Regions from separate parts of the Anser cygnoides genome. Here region 2 is linked to region 1. A link is a contact called in public Hi-C data. All regions are on one chromosome and are shown on one strand. The core of a region is the stretch at or near the end of the contact, and the rest is flanking DNA. Distances in the headings are between cores, read along the strand shown.

Region 1 (6,364 bases), core at 1,779-4,278:
GGAAATATTTGGAGGGCGTGAACGGCGAGCAGGGCGAGGGATGAAACCGCCGAGGAATTACAATAAAGAAAGAGGCTCTCTCTCGCTCGCTCTCGCTCTCCCAGCGAAGGTTTTCGGGCTGATGTCAAGGCCCATTTCCTGACAGCGGGGTCAGCCCGGCTCCGGCGCCTCTCTCCTCGAGGCCCCTCCTTGGACGAGGTGCTGCCCAGCAGCCTTGGCCGGGATGAGGCAGTGGGGAGGGGGGGGCAGAAGCCAACCCCCCCCCTCTCCTCGGGGGTCTCTCACCAAGCAGGAGGATGCTGGGGTGCCCCGAAGCCTCCCGTGCCCCTCTGTGCCCTAAATCCAGTGCCCCAAGCTCTCCGGAGCTGTGCTGCAGGGCAGAGGCTCCTCCTGCCTCGGGGGGGGGACACAGCAGATGATGCCGTGAGCCCCCACGCATGACTTTGCCCCAGGGAGGCCTTGGTGCTGCCCGAGAGCAGCCCCGGGCGAGCAAACCAGCCAGGCACGGCCTCGGGAAGGGGAAACTGAGGCAGCGTGGGATGCTCTGGATGCACGCAGGCACCGCACAGCCAGGGGACGCGGCTGCCCCGGTGCCACGGGATGGGGCAGCCCCCCCAGGAGCGCGGCCCGGAAGGATGCTGGAGGTGGGGCAGCACGGAGAGGGGACAGGGGACAACCCGGAGAAGGGGTCACATCGGCACAGCCGGTGGTGGTGACAAGGGATTCCCTATGGGGACGGCGGGAGGGACGGACCCGCACCTGCACCGCAGTCGCCTGGGGACCCCGGGCACTCCTCCTCGCCCTGCTCAATGGGGGCCATTCTTCGCCCCCCCCCCCTCGCCGTGCCGCCCGGGGAAGGCGCAGCGATGGGGCCGGGGGCTGGAGGCGGCGCTGCCGCCGGGGCAGGATGCGGCCGCTCCGGGTGCAAAGGGCAGAGCAGGGCAGGACGCCGTGTTTACTCTGCGATGGGGCAACGCAGGATGCGGCCGCCAGCTCTGCGGCCTCTGCCCGGCCATCCCGCACCGACACCTCTCAATCAGCCAGCACCACCGAGGGCAGGATGCGGCCCTTCTGCTCACACCAGAGACCCGGCCTCGGGTCCCCTCCCCGTGCCTCGTCCTGCTTTTATTTCTCAGCCAAAGCCCCCATGGGATGCGGCTCCTGCCCCCAGCACCCCAAAGCCACACGAGACCCCCGGGAGGGGACAGCCCGTTGTAATCCCAGGAGGGAAACTGAGGCACGGCGCAGCTTCGGACACCGGGGAGGACCTCGGTGGTCCCCCGGCCTCCTGCCCTCAGCACCCTGCTTCGGCACAGCTTTGGGGTGCTGGGGGGGGGTCGCGCTGCCCCCTCCCAGCAGACAGCAGCCTGGGCTCACGTCCAGCAGCGCTGAGCACCCTCCGGCTTCCCAAAGCACCAGCATGGATGCGGGGCAGGGACAGGCGGCGACACAAAGCCCCAGCCCCCCCCGGCTCCCCCCTCCCAAAGCAGCCGCTGTTTATTTTCCTTGCCTGATGCTATCGCCCCGTCGAGGATCAGCCGGCAGCGCGGGGCTGGGGCTTGTTTGTTTGGATTTCCCTCTTCCCCTCCGCCGGGGCGCTGGGTGTCGGAGGCCTGGCTGCCTTTCGGCTCCCCCGAGGGTCCCCACAGCCCCCTGGCAGACACGTGCCCCCCCCGGCCCCTCTCCCCCGAAGACCCCAGCCGCTGTCACAAGCCCCGGCGCTCAGCCACGCTCGCTGGAACGTTCCCAAGCGAACCCCCCCGCCCCCCCAAATCCCCGTCCCCCTTCCCCCAAATCGCAGCCTCCCCAGGGAAGCCGAGCGGCCAAACGAAATTCCTGCCGCTTCCTCCTGCCTGGAGCTGCCTCCCCCTTCCCGGCCGAGAGAAAGAGCCAGAGCCAGGGGAGAGCACGTGCTGGCGGGGCCCGGGATGCTCAGCACCATCGGGTGCTGGGTTTCCAGCCTGGGGGGCTCCCTTCCCGCTGCCCCCGGGGCTCCGAGGGGGCCCGCGCCGGCCCCACGAGCTCTGGCTCCCCTTCAAAGCCATTCCTTCGCTAAGAGAAATTGGCAAAGGACGCGGGACCAGCTGGAAACAGCCTCTATTGGAGGCAGGAGTGGGGAGAGAGGGATAAGCGCACCCTGCCACCCCTGCTCGAGCCCCATCCATGCTGCTGGCGGGGCTAAAAATCCCACCCCAGCTTTAATAGCAACGGGAGCCCCCCGCAGGGACACCTCGAGCCCTCAGGGCGCAGCGGCTCATAGCCCTGAGGCACGGGGCCGATGCTGAGCCCAGCCCTGGGGACGGAGCCAGCCCCTGGGCAGCACCCAGAGCTGGAAACGAAACCAGCTGGAACGGCGAGGTTTTGCCCATTTCTGCAGGCCTTGGTCCCAAGAAAACGTGCGGTGGGGCGGAGGATGGAAACGGCCGCCCCGGCTGCAGGGTCCCGAAGCAGCGGCTCAGGGCGAGCGCCGGGGGACCAGCCCCACATCCCCGGGCGCTCGGAGACGGGCGGCACGAACAGCAGCCCCCCGAAAAACTTTCCGGGTTCCTCTTTCCCACGAGCCATCGGCGACGGCAGCGGCCGAGCCCTCGGCAGAAGCGAAAAATTAAAACCTGGGAGAGCTGCAGCGAGAGACGCAAACCCCGCACCGAGCGGGGCCGGCGTCCCCGGGGGGCTCTGGGCGAGGGGGGGGGACCCCAGTAAATAGAAACCCAAGGGAAAGAGGCGGGTGCTCGCTGCGGGGCCAGCACTACAGGGCGCCCGGGGCTCGGGATAGGGGCGCAGGGGGTGTCCCCAGGGGGAAGCGCAGCCCAAGCCTCCCCCCCAGCCCCGCTCACCTCCTCCAGAGCCCCCACCGCCCCCCGGCACTTCTGCATCTTGGAGGCGAAGGCGGCGGCAGCCGGGGAGCTCAGGTCCTCGCCGGTCACGGCCAGGAACTCGGCCACGCTGATCTGCTCGGGCATGGTGCGGGCGGCACCGGGGGGGGCACCGGGGGGGGTGCACCGGGGGGAGGGCACCGGGGGCTGAGCCGGGAGCGCACCGGGGGAGCGCACGGGGGGAGCGCACGGGGGGGAGCGCACGGGGGGGAGCGCACCGGGGCTGCACCGGGGAAGCTGCTGAGCGTCCCGGGGCCGTGGGGGGCCGGTGGGGGGCCGTGGGGGGGCCGTGGGGGGCCGGGGGGTGCCGGGGTTCCCGGGGCCCGGCTCAGCGCCCCATCCCCTGCAGGCCGGCGGGGCTGCACCGGGGAGTTTCTCCCTCTGCCCGCCCGCTCCCTCCCCGCCGCCGTGACGTGGGCAGCGCCGCCCGCCCGCCCGTTAAAGGCGAAGCGCCCCCGGTGCCCCCCCCCCGCTCCATATTCCCCCCCCTCCCCCAGCAGGGGCCGTCCCGGGGCACCGGCGGGGTGCGGGGGGCTCCATCCGCAGCACCGGGGACCCAGGGTGCCGAACCCCTCCGTGCACCCCTCCCCCGTCAGGCTGGGACCGGAGAGGGGGGTCCCACGGCAGCCCCCCCCCCCCCACGCGGGGAGAGGCCCCACGGAGCCCACGAGATGGGGGCAAAGCACGGGGTGGGAAGGGCAGCGTGGTTCCTGCCCGCACCACGGGCACGGACAGGAGTTGGGGACACCCAAGGTGGCCCCTAAAGGCCAGCTTGGGTGCACAAGGGCTCAGCCTTCAATCCAAATTAAATCCAGATTAAATCCCCGCCCCCCCAAGCACTCGGCTGTCCCCATGCCCTGCTTGGCCCTGGAGGGGGGTGCACAAGGCGCAGAGCCCACGCGCCCCACTCCGTGCCTCCAGTGCTGCCCTGAGGCTCTGCTCGGAAACGTCCCCAAAAAAAAGAAGTGAGAGCGAAGGAGGAGTGGGGATAACGAACCGAGGGGGGTCCGGGGGGGCTGAGGAAGGAGAATCCGATGGCAAACCTCAGGAAAGGAGAAGCAGAAGAGGAGGGGGGTGGCAGGGACACGGAGCCACTTCTGGAGCACCCCGCTTTGCTGTGGAGAGGCAGCACGGGGGCTCCGTGTCCTGCCGGCCCCTTGCCTCGCCCAGGCCCGTGCAGGTCCGAGGAGCTGGATTTTGGGTTCCCTTTACCTGGTGATTTGCTGCAAGGACAATAAATAAATTAATTAATAATTTAAAAAAAAAACGGGCCTTTGGGTTTCCCAGCAGAGGACACGAGGATGCTCTGCAGGACCCCTGCACCAAGCAGCCCCCAGCCGGGGCAGGTCAGGGGGTGGCAGAGCCCCCTCCTCTTTCCTCCCTTCCCTCCTGGTTGCCCAGAGAGGGGCTCGGAGCTGGGCAAAAGGCCCAGTCCAGCACCCCAAACCACGAAGACCCCCGAACCTGCCCACCTGCACCCCCCCCAGCTCCTTTCTGCTGCTCCTGCAGCCCCCTGCAAGCCCCCAGACCATTTCTGTCGCACTTTGTGGCTCCGGTGAGCCCCGTCCCCGGCAGCTCACGGTGACAACGTTAAAGAAAACCCGGTAAAGAAAAACCCCAGCACAGCCTGGGCCAGCAGCCGGCCAGGATGGGGTGTGCGGGGCTGCGAGGTGCCCTGCTAAGGGGGTGAAGGTGTTTATAGGATCGGGGGGGGGCACCACACACACCCCTTAGCCCCCATCTGCCAGGGACAAGGTTAAGAGGCTGTGGCCCCGGTGAGACTGCTGCAGGGGAACGGGAGGAATTTGGGGGCTCCCAAGGGGTCCTGGCTGGGACCCCCCCACCATCCACGCACCTCCTTGGGGTACTGGGGGGGGGGGGGCTGACCCCAGCAAAGCATCCCTGTGGCCAGCCCAGGGCAGGGACTTAAAGCAGCGTGGGCCAGGCTCGGGAGCCCCCCCCCCTAATCCCCGCAGCCCCTTTCTTGGGGTGGCCCTGCCACCTCCTGGCCGGCCCGGGGACTGCCAGCCGGGGGTCGGGGGGGGGACACGGCTGCGACACCGCCAGCCGCTCCGGGACACGCAGCCCCCCGGGGATGGAGACAGGACCCGGTGCCTCTCACCCTCCTCCTCTGCCGTGCCAGACCCCATGGGATGAGCGGTGCGGCCCCAGGGTACCGGGTGCCACCGGACATCACCGGGTGCCACCGGACATCACCGGGTGCCACCGGACGTCACCGGGTGCCACCGGACGTCACCGGGTGCCACCAGCACCGTTGGCATCACCGGGTCACAGCCCAGCAATCCTGGGGCTGGTGGCCTGGGGCAGGGCCCTCCACGGGCACGTCCCCGCAGCCCCCAAAGCGGGTGCACCCGGGCATCCTGACCCCAGTGCTTGTCCCACACTCGCTGCTTTGCGCCGATCACGGCTTCGTCTCAACCCCCTTCTCCATCCACCCGCCACGGAGCAGGCTGACCCGCCGGAAATCCTAAAAGCAGACTTTTTCCCCCACCAAAAGCAGAAGCAAAACCGCCTCCCTCCCCCCGAAACGCACTGCAAACCGCGGCGTTTTGCTTCTTCGAGGAAGACAAGCCCCTCTGACTCAGAAGTTTTATTTCATTTCATCCCCTCCCGAGCAACAAACACCAAGTGCCACGAGTTTTTCACGACAAAACACATCCTCACCCACACCACGTCCAAGCCAAACTGCAGGAGAGCAAACCTCGAGGAAGGACGACTTAAATACACTCGCTTAAAAACCCCAAACGCCAAAGAAACCCTCGACAGCGCCGTGCCGAAGGTGGGTCCCGTATAAATACAGTGCAATAATTAAGGTACAATTTACAAGGGCAGGAGGAAAAGCCTGGGGGGAGGAACTCTGCCCGAAGTTCCCAAGGGGAGGGATGGGGCCGGGGCAGGATTTTCCCCCCCCCCCCGACACATCCTTGCTGCGGGATGAGGCCGTGCAGAGCCCAAAGCTGAGCGGCCGCATCCAGCCCCAGTGCCCGGCACCCAGGGGAAAAATCAGCGCAGGGAACCGGCTCCAGGTTGATCCCAGCATGGGGCGAGGGGGGGGCCGAGCCTCCCACCCCCCAGCGAGGAAGGGGAAAGCAGTAATATTAGGGAAAAGCTTGGGTTTCTCTGGGCGAGGAGCAGCTGGGAAGGACCAAGGGGTATGCAGCGCACCCGGCTCTGCCGCTGGCACAGCCGCACCGCCAACCCCCCCGCCCTGCTCCCGGCTCCCCCCTGCCCCAGTCACCACCACCTCCTGCCCATTAAGCTCCAGTTCAGACATCCCCCCCCCCCCAGCACCAACAGCTCTCAGGGAGCCGACACAGGCAGGAGAGGGGATGCTCTGCAAGCGGTTTGCCCGCGGCTGTTTTAAGAGGTTCAGCATCCTCCCCCCCTTAACAAAAAGGTGATTTCACCCATGCTAATTTTTTTTAAGGGTATTTCAGCTACTGGGCGGGGGGAAGCACCACCTCGGT
Region 2 (6,364 bases), core at 2,539-5,038, 45 kb before region 1:
CCTTGGCACACATCAAGCTATCAGCAAATTCACACCAACAACCTCTGCCTTTCCCTGTAAGCATCTTGGGTTTTCAGTTCCCAGCTCCTGGGGTGGAAACGGGGTTAAGATTTTCCTCCGCTTTCCATTTCTCCTCGTGCTCCTGCACCGCCCTGCTCTCGCTGCGTCCTGGCTCCGGCTCTGCCAGAGCGTGGGTGAGTTTAAAAAGTAATGACCACGAGCCTTTTAACTTGCTTTAAGGCCACCGCAGAATGTTTTCCAGCAGGCTGAGTTTGGCAGGGCTCCCCAGATGGGAGGAAAGCCCCATGGGGGTGGGAAATGGTTCCCCAGCACGGTCACCTCCCCGTGCCGCAGCACCCAGTGTCTCATCACTGGGCAGCCACTGCTGTGCTGGGAACTCTGCTCTTGGCATTGGCATCTCCAGGGGACACTGAGGCACTGGCTAAGGTGATATGGGCTCATCTGATTTTTTGGGAGTATCCCCAAACTGAGCTCTCAAGTTGGATTTTAGCCTTATCCTGGAGTTTACGCTGAGATGCCCGTTCTGCAGGACATCCCCCCCCCCCGCAGGAAATCTCCCCCCTGCAGGGACCTCAGCACAAAGCAGCTCCACACCAGGAGCCTTTTTCACCAGATGGGGCTGAGGCTTCTTCCCCCAAGGGGGGAGGAGGTGGAGAGCTGAAGCTGGCAATCTGCAACCGCTTCTGGACTGCTCAGCATCTCCTCTCGTGGAGCTGAGGCTCACCCTTGTGGGAGGTGTGAGAGCCTTTTCCTCAGGCAGGGAGGGATGCATTGCAGAGGAGACGGATTGCTTGCGTGCCCCAGAGAGCCTTGATCTGAGATCCAAATGGGCAATTTTGCCCCATTTGGTCCTTTGAAAAACAAATTTGCTTCGGCTGCCTCGTCGGCTCTGCCTTCCAAACGGGGAGGCTGCAATTTGCACCAGCTCTGCAGCAAGGTAAGGCTGGTGCGGGGAGGTAATGGCCTTTATTAGGCTAAATTGATGCAACTGGAAAAAACAGAGACACAGGCCAGCCTCTCCTTCCAGCCCATGAGCCCCAGGTGCAGCCGGGTGCTCGCCTGCTTCCTCCAGCAGCATCAATTTGCCCAATAAAAGCTATTACCGCTCCTCATGGGCCCCGTCCTTTGTGGGCCGTTTGACCTCATGGGCACAGATGTGGCTGTGGGAAGGTGAGAGGAAGGAAGGGCTGTAGCTCCCAGGGACCCATCTGTAAGCATTTAGCAGTGGAAATGCAGTCCAGAGCCCCCGGGCCAGCGCCGCCGCAGGATGTGCGCCCTTCGAGCTGCTGCAGGCTGCCGGGAAAGCGGGACGGAGATCCGGGCGAGTGCCGAGCACGAGATGGCAAAATCTTTGCTTCTGGTCTGCCCCAGGGTTATTTTTCAGCACAGCGAAGGCAGGTGGCAAATCCTAAACTCTGCCTTGTGTATCTGTGGGTTTACAAACTGCCGGGGAGTTTATAAGGGCTGGGGAGGATGAGGGGCTGGATGCTGCGCGCTCCCCAGCTGCGCGCCAGCACCGCTCATCCATCCTAATCGCGTTAGTGCTGTGAGGAACTCCCATGAATTGCTCCTGTAATGAAATCTTTCTTGGGCTTAATGTCTTTGGAGGCAGACAGATGAGGAGCAGTACCCCATCACCCTGCTGGATGCGGGGCTGGGGAATTTGGCACTGGTGATGGTGGCAGGGAGCGTGTTCCGCTCTGGCCCCTGGTGGTGTCGGCATCTCGTCCGTGTGCAGGGCTGCCCTGGCCGCTCTTGGAAATCTCAGAATAATACAGCAATAATATTAACAGTCAACAGTCATCCTCCATGGCCAGTCCTGGTTTGGAGGACTCCAGTAAACCACTGCTCACCAGTGGGTTTTCCTTTGGCCATTCCCACCGGCTGGTGATGGCAGAAGGAAATCCCAAACGCTTCCACGCACGCGGCGGATGGCTCCTTGCTGCTCAGTGAGTCCCCATTCCCCCATCTTGGGTTAAAAATAATTCTTTGCAGCGAATTGCTTTCAGTCTCAGCAGCATCGAGCAACGCCGGGGCCGCCACGCTGCTACAGCTCCGTGGTGGTCACCTGGGTCACTTCGGAGCGCAGGTCGTCCCCCCTGCCGCCCCGCCACTGGCTGCCCACGGCTAGTCATGCCGGCTTGGTGCGGGCCTCGGAGGGGGTGCAGGTGGAGACCTGCTCCCGCACGGTGTTTCGGGCTCGGGAGAAGCTGTTCTGCTCCACGCGGGCTCGGAAGGGCAGGCAAAACTCTCGGAAACACCTCTTGAAGTTTTCATCCAGGAAAGCGTAAAGGACGGGGTTGAGGCTGCTGTTGGTGTAGCCCAGGGCGATGCAGAAATGCAGGCTGGCCACCACGTAGGGGTTCTTCTTGTCTATGTCCACCAGCGTCCAGACGATGACGAAGATGTGGATGGGCGTCCAGCAGATGATGAAGGCTGCCACGACCACCAGCACCATGCGCGTGATGCGCCGCAGGTTGCGGTCCTTCTCCTTGGAGCCCGAGAGGAGGCGGACGCTCTTCAGGCGCAGGATCATCAGCCCGTAGCAGATGGTGATGACCAGGATGGGGACCATGAAGGCAAAGATGAAGACGCAGATCTTGGTCACGGTGTCCCAGTAGATGGGAGGATCGGGAAACTGCAGCGTGCACAGCACCATCCCGTCTGCGGGAGAGAGGACGATGTCAAAGAGGGGTTAAAAAAGAGAGCAAAGAGTGTCTGCTGTGTATAGTCTGCTCTCAGCTGTCGTGGCTGAGCATCTCCATCCTTGGTGAAACACTAGGGGATGCGTGCCCACCTGCCAGCTCGTCACAGAGGTTCCCCGGGAGCTGTGCCACCAGCCCTTGGGGTGCCCAAGGGATGCAGAAAGTACCAGGGACCCATTCCCTGCAGGGCCTCCCGGGCCATCCCCACGCTGTCTCCTCCCAACCACTGCACTGGACATGTCCCCGTGCCACCTACTGAAACCTCCCCCCCTTCCTCAAGCTGCTCAGAGCTTTCCTAGCAGCCAGGGTCTGGCCCCACCGAACAGGAGCTGCCGAGCGTGGTGTGGGCCAGCCGGGGACTTTGCAATGAATCCTGAGCCCTGGGCATGGGCTTAGGCATCTGATTTGCACCCCAGAAGGAGGAGCTGGGGAGAGGCACTGGGGGGACTGGAGGTGGGGAAGGGGGAGGACAGTTTCTGGGGTTGTTTCCAACCTCTTTTCCCATTTCCCAGCCAAGCTGGGAAGTGATACCATGATGATTTTCCATGGCAGGGCATGCTCCTGGTCCCATGGAGGGGTGACCTCCACTGAGCCCAAACCGGGGACGGGACCAGGCGGCCTGGGTTTGCCAGGACAGACGGCACAGGAGGGGACCTTTCCCCCGAAGCCACTTGCCTTTCGACTTGGTGACCGCCATGACCATGATGGGCACCCCGATGACGGAGGAGAGGACCCAGATGCAGACGTTGATGACCTTGGCCTTGGCTGGCGTGCGGAAATCCAAGGCCTTGACCGGGTGGCACACGGCGACGTAGCGGTCCACGCTCATCATGGTGAGGGTGAAGATGCTGGTGAACATGTTGTAGTAGTCAATGGAGAGCACCACCTTGCAGAGCAGCTCCCCGAAGGGCCACGTCTCCATCAGGTACTTGGCGCTCTGGAAGGGCAGTGTGCTGGTGGCCAGCGCATCCGCCAGGGCCAGGTTGAAGATGTAGATGTTGGTGGCCGTCTTCATCTTGGTGTACCTGCGGTGGCAGACGGGAGCTTACAGGGGGTTGGGGCTGGCTCGCAAGGCTTGGGTGTGCACCCAATGCTCTTAAGGATGAGATGTTGCCAGCTGCCCATCCCAAAAGCTTCAGAAACCACAAATACTTTCTGTCCCTTCCAAATTCAATAGGAAGCGAAAACAAAAAGTATCGCTGAGCAAATGTGCCCATTTTGGGAAGGGTGAGGGACTCGCTGCCGCGTTGGGTGAAGCCAAGGGGAGCCCTTCCTATGCAAGCCATTACCTGGCCAGGGAGGTGACAGGAGTTCAAAAAAAAATCCGGATAGCTTTTCAGAGAAGTCTCTTTTCCAATTAAATCAATTTACTCCATTTCCCTGAATCAGTTGCACAATGCCCTTTACCTCCCGAAACCTCTTTTATCTGATTTTCCACCCAGTAAATCGTGATTATCTAGCTTGTTTCCCTGTTGAGTTTACTTGCAGAAATTGGATCGATTACCCCCGGAAAACAGGCCATCTGGAAGCAGCGCCGTGGGCCCGGCTGGAGCTGCTCGGCGGGAGCTTTTTGGGGGAGGCCTGGCTGCGTCGGGCCGTGCCCGGCCGGGCGACGCGGGGCCATTCGCTGCCTGCGCCCTTTGCTGGGCGCCAGCCCCGGTCCTCGTCACACCATGGTAGGAGAAACACCCGGTGCTGGGTGCCAAGACCTGAAGGTCCCCAAAATCTGAAGTTTCACCAGGGGTCAGCACGCTGGGGCTGGGTCGGGGCAGCTCATCGGGAGCCCCCCCGGTTGTTTGTGGGGTGCAGGGGTCAGTGCTGTGCCAGCGGCTCCAGCCCTTCCCGCGTGCTCCCTTGCAGCAAGCCCCATGGCTCGGAGCATCCTCCGCTGCCCCCGGCTCATTTAGATGCAGCCTAATTAATTAACAAAAGTGTTGGCCTGGATGCCAGCATCTCTGTGCATGGGTGACCTGCCTGCAGCGGGCACGGGGGGGTGGTCTGAGAGCAAGGGGGGGCTGCGGCACTGCAGAGACCCCGGAGCTAATTCGGGTCTGGTGCGCAAGGGGAAGATGGTGCTGGGTGTGTGTCAGGCTCAGCTTGTAGAATGGCCCCACCGTGCGTTTTGGGGTACATGGAGCGAATTTGGGGGGTGAGGGGGGGTTGAAGGGCTTCATCTCCTTCGGATGCTGCTCGGCTGGAGAGCAGCACACCGGCTTGCTGCGTGGAGGATCAGCAGGGCTTTGGTTTGCTCTGCTGCGGGGGGCTCTGTCCCCTCCGTAACATCCCGACCCGGGGCTCTCCCCCATGCTCCATCCCAGCAGCTCAGCGGGGTGAGGGAGCCCACCGGGGGGGCTGCGGCCCCCCCAGTTCTGCTGTCAGCAGAGCCAGGAGCTGCAGGAGTGGGTCTGGTGGAAAACAGCAGTGAGCACATGTGGCCGCTGGTCCCCCACCCAAGGGGGGGGAACATCTGATTTGAATTTGTTTTTTTAAACACAACATGCATTTGAAATTTCCTTGAAAAGTCCTTTTCACTGTTATTTCCTGGGGTCTTTTTGTGTGTGTGTGTGAATGCATCTTTTAGCAAAGTTTCGTTCCAGGTTAAACAAAAACCTGAGCATTTTTGTCGTTGTCAGGTGGGGTTTTTTTTTTGGCTCACCTAGGTTAAAAATAGCCGTTTCAGGTAGATTCACACTTCTTTGATCTCTGCTTTCTGCGTGAAGTGGAAAATCCGTTGTCGGTGCCGTGCTCTGCCAGGCGCACTCAGCAGCGCTGGGTCAGCGCTTCTGCAGCCCGCTGCCAGATGTGCCGGGGGGCCGGGGCCCAGGCCCCCTCCCCAGGCACATGGGGCTGTGCTGGTGAGGCAAAGCAGAAAACGGGGGACTCGAAAGGACCCCAGAGCTGGGGTTTGGGGACAGGATTCGGCTTGGGATCCCCCGGGGGTCCATCGTGGTGCCCCCTCCCTGGGCTGCCCATGACACGGGTGCTCCAGGCGGGAGCTCCGTCCCTGCGGCAGAGCGCGGTGCTGTGAAGCAGCCGCCTGTGCTGATGGAGCTCCCGGGGCTGCCAAACCCATCGCAATTAAGCGAGCGCCTTGATTGGGAAGTTAGGCACTTGAAAGAAGCAATCTGGAAGGGCTGGAGGGAGACAGGAGGCTTGTGTGAGGCGCGAGGGGCTGAAGCGAGCGCGACGCAGCATGGCAGCGGCCGTACCGCAGGAGCGAGCCGGAGTCTGCGCTCCCGGCTTTCCCCCCGAGCTCCCCAAACACCTAAGTAAAAGAAACCGCTTGTAAAACTGGCTGAAAAAGCCTGGTTTTAGGAAGCCTGTGCCCAGCAAAGGGATGCTCTGGCAGCAGGCAGGCTGCCGTCCCACTGCTCAGCTCCGGGCACTCGCACTGAGCGTGCAGCTGCAAAAGACGTCCAGGGGTATTTTTAAAAGCCCTGACAATGCGGTGCTAATTGCAATCCAGTCGAGCTGTCGGAAGGTGCCGGGTAGGCTTGGCGCTGGCTCTGAGCTCATTTTGGCTGCCCTGGGCAAGAAGCAGTCTGATTTTTTGGCCGGGCTGGGTTCTTGGGGTGTGCAGTGGGGTGGAGGGAAGGAGATGCTGCGCGTGCTGTTCTCTGGGTCCCCGGGTCCCCAAG

Evidence for each region. Hi-C and Micro-C count contacts between places; a contact is called where the count stands out from the background.
Region 2: a contact with region 1 is called in a Hi-C map of liver, with 8 times the contacts expected there. The contact joins the enhancer-like site here to the promoter of ASAP3 in region 1. A contact is called at or near these places in 3 of 7 Hi-C or Micro-C datasets (granulosa cells and liver).

Annotation. Positions count from the first base shown.
Region 1 is chr24:3,237,687-3,244,050 of Taihu_goose_T2T_genome, reverse strand. It overlaps ASAP3 (ArfGAP with SH3 domain, ankyrin repeat and PH domain 3), which reads right to left and starts at 3,028. Exons shown (of 26, transcript XM_066982498.1): 1 at 2,838-3,028. The coding sequence starts at 2,963. E2F2 (E2F transcription factor 2) reads right to left here. Exons shown (of 5, transcript XM_066982574.1): 5 at 5,473-6,364. The coding sequence ends at 6,331.
Region 2 is chr24:3,283,330-3,289,693 of Taihu_goose_T2T_genome, reverse strand. OPRD1 (opioid receptor delta 1) reads right to left here. Exons shown (of 3, transcript XM_066982581.1): 2 at 3,402-3,751; 3 at 1-2,685. The coding sequence ends at 2,153. Among named protein-coding and RNA genes, the nearest start is that of OPRD1, 5.7 kb to the right of the region's middle. Within about 2 kb of position 3,788, at least 1 of the 3 cell types and tissues checked has open chromatin away from gene starts, as enhancers often do. A contact at or near this core is called in liver, where this site is marked.